Linked DNA regions of Triticum aestivum: region 1 is linked to region 2. A link is a contact called in public Hi-C data. All regions are on one chromosome and are shown on one strand. The core of a region is the stretch at or near the end of the contact, and the rest is flanking DNA. Distances in the headings are between cores, read along the strand shown.

What was found. Hi-C and Micro-C count contacts between places; a contact is called where the count stands out from the background.
Region 1: a contact with region 2 is called in a Hi-C map of leaf, with 5 times the contacts expected there. The contact joins two enhancer-like sites. A contact is called at or near these places in 3 of 5 Hi-C or Micro-C datasets (all in leaf).

The regions. Positions count from the first base shown.
Region 1 is chr5B:92,320,174-92,323,462 of IWGSC CS RefSeq v2.1, forward strand. No RefSeq gene overlaps it. Among protein-coding and RNA genes, the nearest start is that of LOC123115761, 41 kb to the right of the region's middle. Within about 2 kb of position 1,823, at least 2 of the 8 cell types and tissues checked have an H3K27ac peak or open chromatin away from gene starts, as enhancers often do. A contact at or near this core is called in leaf, where this site is marked.
Region 2 is chr5B:92,203,333-92,206,498 of IWGSC CS RefSeq v2.1, forward strand. No RefSeq gene overlaps it. Among protein-coding and RNA genes, the nearest start is that of LOC123115761, 160 kb to the right of the region's middle. Within about 2 kb of position 1,704, at least 1 of the 8 cell types and tissues checked has an H3K27ac peak or open chromatin away from gene starts, as enhancers often do. A contact at or near this core is called in leaf, where this site is marked.

The DNA of each region.
Region 1 (3,289 bases), core at 573-3,072, 120 kb after region 2:
AGCTCATGGAAATCCCGCCATAGGGACTGTGAAGCGGGGGCGAAGCGACCGATGGAAGAGAAGCTTCGACGCGCCCCTACCTGGCGTGCCAAATGTCGGATTACGGGGCCCGCGGACCCAAGAAAGGTTCGAACTCTGGGGTGTGTGCGAAGAACTCAACCTCTCAAGCCTCCCGATCCACTGTTCTCACGACCTAGCTTGATGAACGCGACAGAGAAAGACTCGGCGGTTTACCCAGTTTCGGCCACCTTGCGATGTAATACCCTACTCCTACTTTGTGATGGATTGGCCTCGCAATGGGCTGAGGATGAACTAGTACAGGTGGAAGAACAGCCTCAGGAGGCGTGTTCTTGCGATGAGCTCTTGGGGGTTCTACCAGCTGATCGTCTGGTGAGCTGATCGATCGATCTCCCTTTCTATAGTGGTGTCTAGGCCCTATTTATAGTGGCCTTGGTCCTTTTCCTCCAAAACTTAGGCGGGAAGGGGTCCCACAAAGGCCAAATTCGAAGGGGAACAAGAAGTACATCTAATCCTGACAAAAGGTGGTCTTCGCCTGCAAAGCCTCTGAGCATGACGACGTGGTGGGCTCGGCTTTGACATCCATCCTGCCGTTCTGACGGTCTTGGTCTTGTTGCTCGCAAATGGCAACCTTTGGCTGATTCCTTGGGACTCCACACCTGCACTGGCCTCTTTTGCACCAAAGAGGAAACCTGATGTATTGCGCCCGCTGGCGCGCACCTGGCCTTGGTCGTCATAGCTGATGTCATTTCAGTCTCGTGAGGCTGGGTCTTGCATAGAAATATCCGCTCCGTTCAGGAGGCAGCCTGGTGAGGCCGCTCCCTCAGGAGGTCTTGATGTCGCTTGTCTTGTCGTAGTCGAAGTTGGGCCATACCAGGCCATCGATGAAGCCACGTTGCGGGCCGCAGGCAGACAGGGCTGGTACCGTGGTTCCCAAAACGCCGACAGACATCTCACTTTTTTTTGCTACTACCAGTTTTCATTGTGTGTGTGCGCGCGTGGATTTTATGGCCAAAAGAAGGGTGCCTATTAATGTTGACACAAATTCATTTACAAAAAAGTGTTTTGGCCTATATAGGCTTTTAAATGTCAATCATTAGAAAATTTAGGTGTATGGATAAATCAGGGAGACATTTTGTTTTGTTGGAAGACAACAAATTTTATTGCGAAACTCATGCATATATAAATCGCTTAAGAACCTGTTTGGAGAAAAAATTACATCAATTTTCAAATTATGTGGAAGTAGGACAACTTGTTACGCATGCAAGCACGTCCCCGACTTTGCGCCCTGCCAGAACAGAAGCCACGGTTCGCGGTTGTGGCAAAACGGCACGACGTCGCCGTCATACCGGCTGAGCAGGCCCCGCCACTGCTCGGCGAGGATGCCCAGCAAGTACATGACGTTGGTTGTGTAGTCTTGCGACAACCTCACGTCCGCGACATGTGCGCTCGGAACGTGGCAATGGCTCCCCACATGGCGGGCGTGCCGATGTTGGGGATCGGCGTCACCAAAACGCCTCCTAGGCAACCGAATGTCTAGCAGCGCCATGAGGCCGAACCGCACCAACCCCTCGACGTCCGCCACGAACAGGCTGCACGAGGGCCAGTTGCTGCACCGAGCCTCGTGGTCGTGAGACGGCATCGCAGCAGTTATGGAGGCGGAGACGATGGGCTTTTTAAAAGGGAGGCGTCGGACGACTGCGGAGATGGACAACGGCGGGAGTTGTATGCAACAATGGTGTGTGTGTGGAAAGGGGGACTTAACGGCAGGAGAGGGCTGCGAGGTTGGTGGCCGCCAATGGTGGGAGCTCCTATTGCGCGCCTTCAGCGCCGCCTAAGATTACTGGCGCCTGCAGCAGCCGCTGGACGGGCCGGCCCACGATCGCCCAAGGTGCAACGCGAAAAAAGACGGACAGAAAATACATCGCAACTGGGATTCGATCCCGCGCCCTAGCGCTTTCACACCGAGACATCGCAACTGGGATTCGATCCCGCGCCCTAGCGCTTTCACACCGAGAGGCCAACCACTGGACCAGCCAACTACTTATGAATAATAACAACGCGAAGTTTTTAAAATGATAAAAACGCAGACGCGAAATTTCTTGCACATTACACTGTATCATTTATATTTTCTAATTATTTGAAAACATGTCACATATTATAGATGAAGTTCATGAGCATGCAAAAAAAGTTCACCAACTTGAAAAGGTTCAGGTACTAAAAAAAGTTCATGAATTTAAAAAAAGTTCATCGATTTTCAAAATAGTTCATCAAGTTTGAAAAAGTTCATTGAATTTGGAAAAGTTCATTGATTTTGAAAAAAGTTCATCTATTTTGAAAAAAGTTCATCGATTTTCAAAAAATGTTCATAGATTTTGAAAAAAGTTCATTGAATTTGAAAAAAAGTTCACTGTTTTTGAAATTCGTGAACTCTTTTCAAATCGATGAACTTTTTTCAGTTTTTTATTGAAAAAAAGCTCATCGGATTTTAAAAAAGTTCACAAATTTCAAAAAGAAATTCATCGGATTTGAAAATAGTTCACGGGATTCGAGAAAAAGTCCATGACACATGAAAAAAGTTCATCATAATTGGTAAAAGTTCATCGAATCTGAGAAAAGTTCATCATAATTATAAAAAGTTCATCGAATCTGAAAAAAAGTTCATCGATTTTGAAAAAAGTTCGGCGGATTTGAAAAAAAGTTCACTGATTTGAAAATAGTTCATCAGAAAAATGAAAAAAAAAAGTTAATGGATTTAAGAAACTACACATATTTGAAAAAAGTTCATTGAATTTCAAAATATGTTCATTGATTTGACGAAAAAGTTCATGTATGTGCCAGATAATTTATTGTCTCAGGAAGAAGAAAAATAGAAAACAAAAAGCAAAAAGCAAAACGAAAAAAAATGAAAAAAAACAAGAAGAAACGGAACGGAAAGAACAAGGGAAAGAAAATGTTCGAGTTAACCGCATCGGAGTGATTGGCGGGGTGGTTGCACTAGTATGTATTAAAGAGGGAGGTTGCTAGTTCGAATCTCTGCGAGCGTACTCTTTTTTGGCGTGTTAACAACGCAGAAGAAACACAGAAGAAAAAACTCCTATATGGGTCGGCCGAGCGCGGGGCACTGCAGGCGCCCGTTTGCAAAATACACATTAACGGGAGCCTGCAGCGCCAAATAGGATATGCCGCCAATGGTGGCTAGGGCTAGACGTCCGAGCGAGCTTTTAGGCTCGGCTCGAAGCTCGCTCCAGCTCGGCCCATTACAGCTCGG
Region 2 (3,166 bases), core at 454-2,953:
TCTAAAAAAAGCTCCAACATCAAACATGAAATATAGATCTATTTGTCTATGAGCGTCTGAATAAAAAACTTACAACATGAGTGTGTGGAACGACGAGATGAAACTAGTGTACAAAGAAAATCTCAAACGGTCGACCCTATGCGACGAATTTGAGAAAATTCATTTAAAAAGCTCCACACAAACACAAAATTGAAGATTAACAATCAATGAAATTAGGACAATCACGGGAATGGAATCACAATATCGAGGTGCATCGTTTTGTGTAGTGCTTATCTTGAATCGTAGCACTATTTTATTTTATTTTAAAAGGAGGATGACTCCCGGCCTCTGTATCAATCGATGCATGCAACCATATTATTAAAGAAAAATGTAACAAGGTCTTAAGGTCCAAAAAATCTCATAACCTGAGAAAAAGTCGAGAAAAAATAAATATGTAAAGCGCCACATCCGGCGATAAAAAACAGGCTACGATGCCTACACACCTAGCCTATTATTAGCTCGTTATCCAAACCGGCTGAAGATAGCCCGTGCCACCGTCTCACAACGGTTGCACACAATAACCAAAAACTCCCTGAAGTCCCTAGGAGAGCTATGACGTACGCTCCCTTGCTCTCGCTTGGGTCTGGCTCACTTAAAACGGTCGATTCAAACATTTCTCTATAGAACCAGGGCAGGGGGGGTGCTTTAAGCTTCGTGCCATGCAAACTCACCTGGTCTTGTGGGCCAATCGGCCGGTTTTGCCCCCCCCCCCCACCTTGTTCTGCTGGTTAAGGCTGTCCCGGTGATTCAAATCGTGCTCGGTCGTGTTCTCGATGATGTTACCGACCCTGTCGTGGAGTCGATACCACCTTGTTCTGGTGGTTGAGGCTGTCCCGATGATTCAAGTCATGTTTGGTCGTGTTCTCGATGATGTTGCCAACCCTGCCGTGAAGTCGAGACCCTATGCGTTTGGTGTTTGGGTTGCTAGGGTTCTGTTTGCAGGTCTTAAGCATTTGTCTATCGAGGCTTTGTTGTTCTTGGGTGTGTACTGGTGTTATCTACACCACGTCTTGCTTGGCATTGTCAGGTCGTGAACTTGTGTGTGTCGTGTGGGCTGCGCCATCTTTAACAATGTATCGGTTGTACCGTCTTCGACAAGTAACGCTACATCTATGAACGAGCTAGGGGGGGTTTACATAAATGGACACTCGCACCTCCGCTTAACTTGGGGGGGGGGGGGGGGGGGGGGATGGGTCTAATTAGAAGGGGCAGTCAATTCAGCCGATTAAAAGAGGACAAATCAGCCCGTACTTGGCGTTCGTAAGGAGCAGCCCGTAGGCCGTAGGTGTAGCATTTTTGCGCCTTCGTCGTTGTATCATCATTCTTTTTTTCATGAAAAAAATACATGCAGTTCTTCTGTATGGTTCGAAAAAATCGTTTGTCCGAAATGAAACCTTGAGTTCCCCCAATCACCAGAGAGATATCTACGTGTGCGCCGTGGCTGCGGCCATCCGACCAGCATCACAGGTCCGGATAGTCGTGGCGGTGTTTACTAGCTAGAAGTATTGTAGTACCAACCGACCGTTGCCACGGGTATGTCAAAGCATGGGACGAACCCATGCTAAAAATAAGCGTCCAGCACTACCGCCGCAGCGATTAGAATATGCCATCCGACTGAAGCATCCCGATCCAGCATGCACATGATCCAAGCATCCATCCCTTTCCCCAGAACGATTTCATTATTTCCTCAGCCTACTGCCTCTGCATACATACACATAGTATATGGCGTATGCAGATTTCATGGCTCCGATTCCTTTCAATGAACCTGGTCAAAGTTTTGGACCGGAGACCCGTCTGGCCGGTAGCTCCTTGACCTTGACCCAAATGCAATGTATTTATCCTCCAATTTGCTATCATCCACACAATAATGGCAACGACGTACCATGTCACGAATACAAATTTTAAATGCATGTCGACAACAGCATGTGCTAAGCTGTGTTTTTTTTACATAGTAAAGCCACATATGCTACAATGAGCCCCCCCCCCCCCCCCCCCGCCGCGTCGCCTACCTCTGGCGACACAGCGGGACCCCACCCGCCGCCGCTCGCTAGGCCCCCTCCGCCCCCTGCCCCGCATCGCAGCCGCCCAAGGGCCGGCCGGATCCCAGAAAGGTGGCGGTGGGGCGGATCTAGCTCCTCGCGCTACCGACCCCCCCCCCCCCCCCCCCCCGCGAACACACACACACACAACCATACAACCCCGCGCCTCGCCCCCATGGCAGCTGCCACCTGTTGGCTGGGGGACGCCGACTCCAGTCCTCTGACGACTAGCCTCGCCCCGCGACCGTTGGCCGCCCCAACTCGGCCGCGCGCCTCGCCATCTCCTCCCCGCGTCCCTGTGCCCCCGAGATCCCATCAAGTGCCTCTCGGGTGTCCTCCGGCTGCTGCACGGAGTTGTCAGCGGCGGACCCGGCGCTCTGGACGTTGCCATGGGCGCCCCTTGCAGCCTTCCCTCCCCCCAGTGGCGCGGCCCAGCCCTGCTGGTTCTACTGTCGGCCGTGGACGAGGCGTGGGACCTGCATCTGGAGGTGGTGGCGTTCACGGCCTGCCTTCCGTGCAGCCCCCCCCCCCCCCCGTCTCCGACGGTCCTCCCTCCCCTCGAGCCATGGTGACAGCTCTTGCATGGAGGCAGCGATGTTTCTGTGGCGTGGCAGACACGGGGCTCTTCGTGGTGGATCACTGCTGGCGTTGTTCCGACCCCGGCGGCCTCGGGCCCGCGTTTCTCCGGTGTCCCATGATGTCGGCGTCCTGCCGGGCAGCCCCGACCTCGGCGACCGTGTAGTTGCGTCCCTCCAGCTTGCCCAACTCATCGATGTCCCGGTGACTAAGGCCACGACAGCACGGATCTGCGTCCCTCCAGTCCTTACTTGCTAGTATTGTTGGACGCCGCCTCCCCAGACCCACCCGCGTGGTTCGCTTCGTCGCCTGTCCCGCCCGTATGCCTCAAAGCCTCCCCCTTTTGCCAGATCCAGTGCTCATGGGTTCGGGGTCGGGTGCCACCCTCCGACGGCAAGTGCAGCCGCCAGCCCCCTCCCGACATGGTGATTCCGACCAACTTTGGCTTCCTCATCTCGATTCCAGACTCGGCGGCTAAGGGATTGCTCAGCTTCAGGCCAGGAAGAGATCCC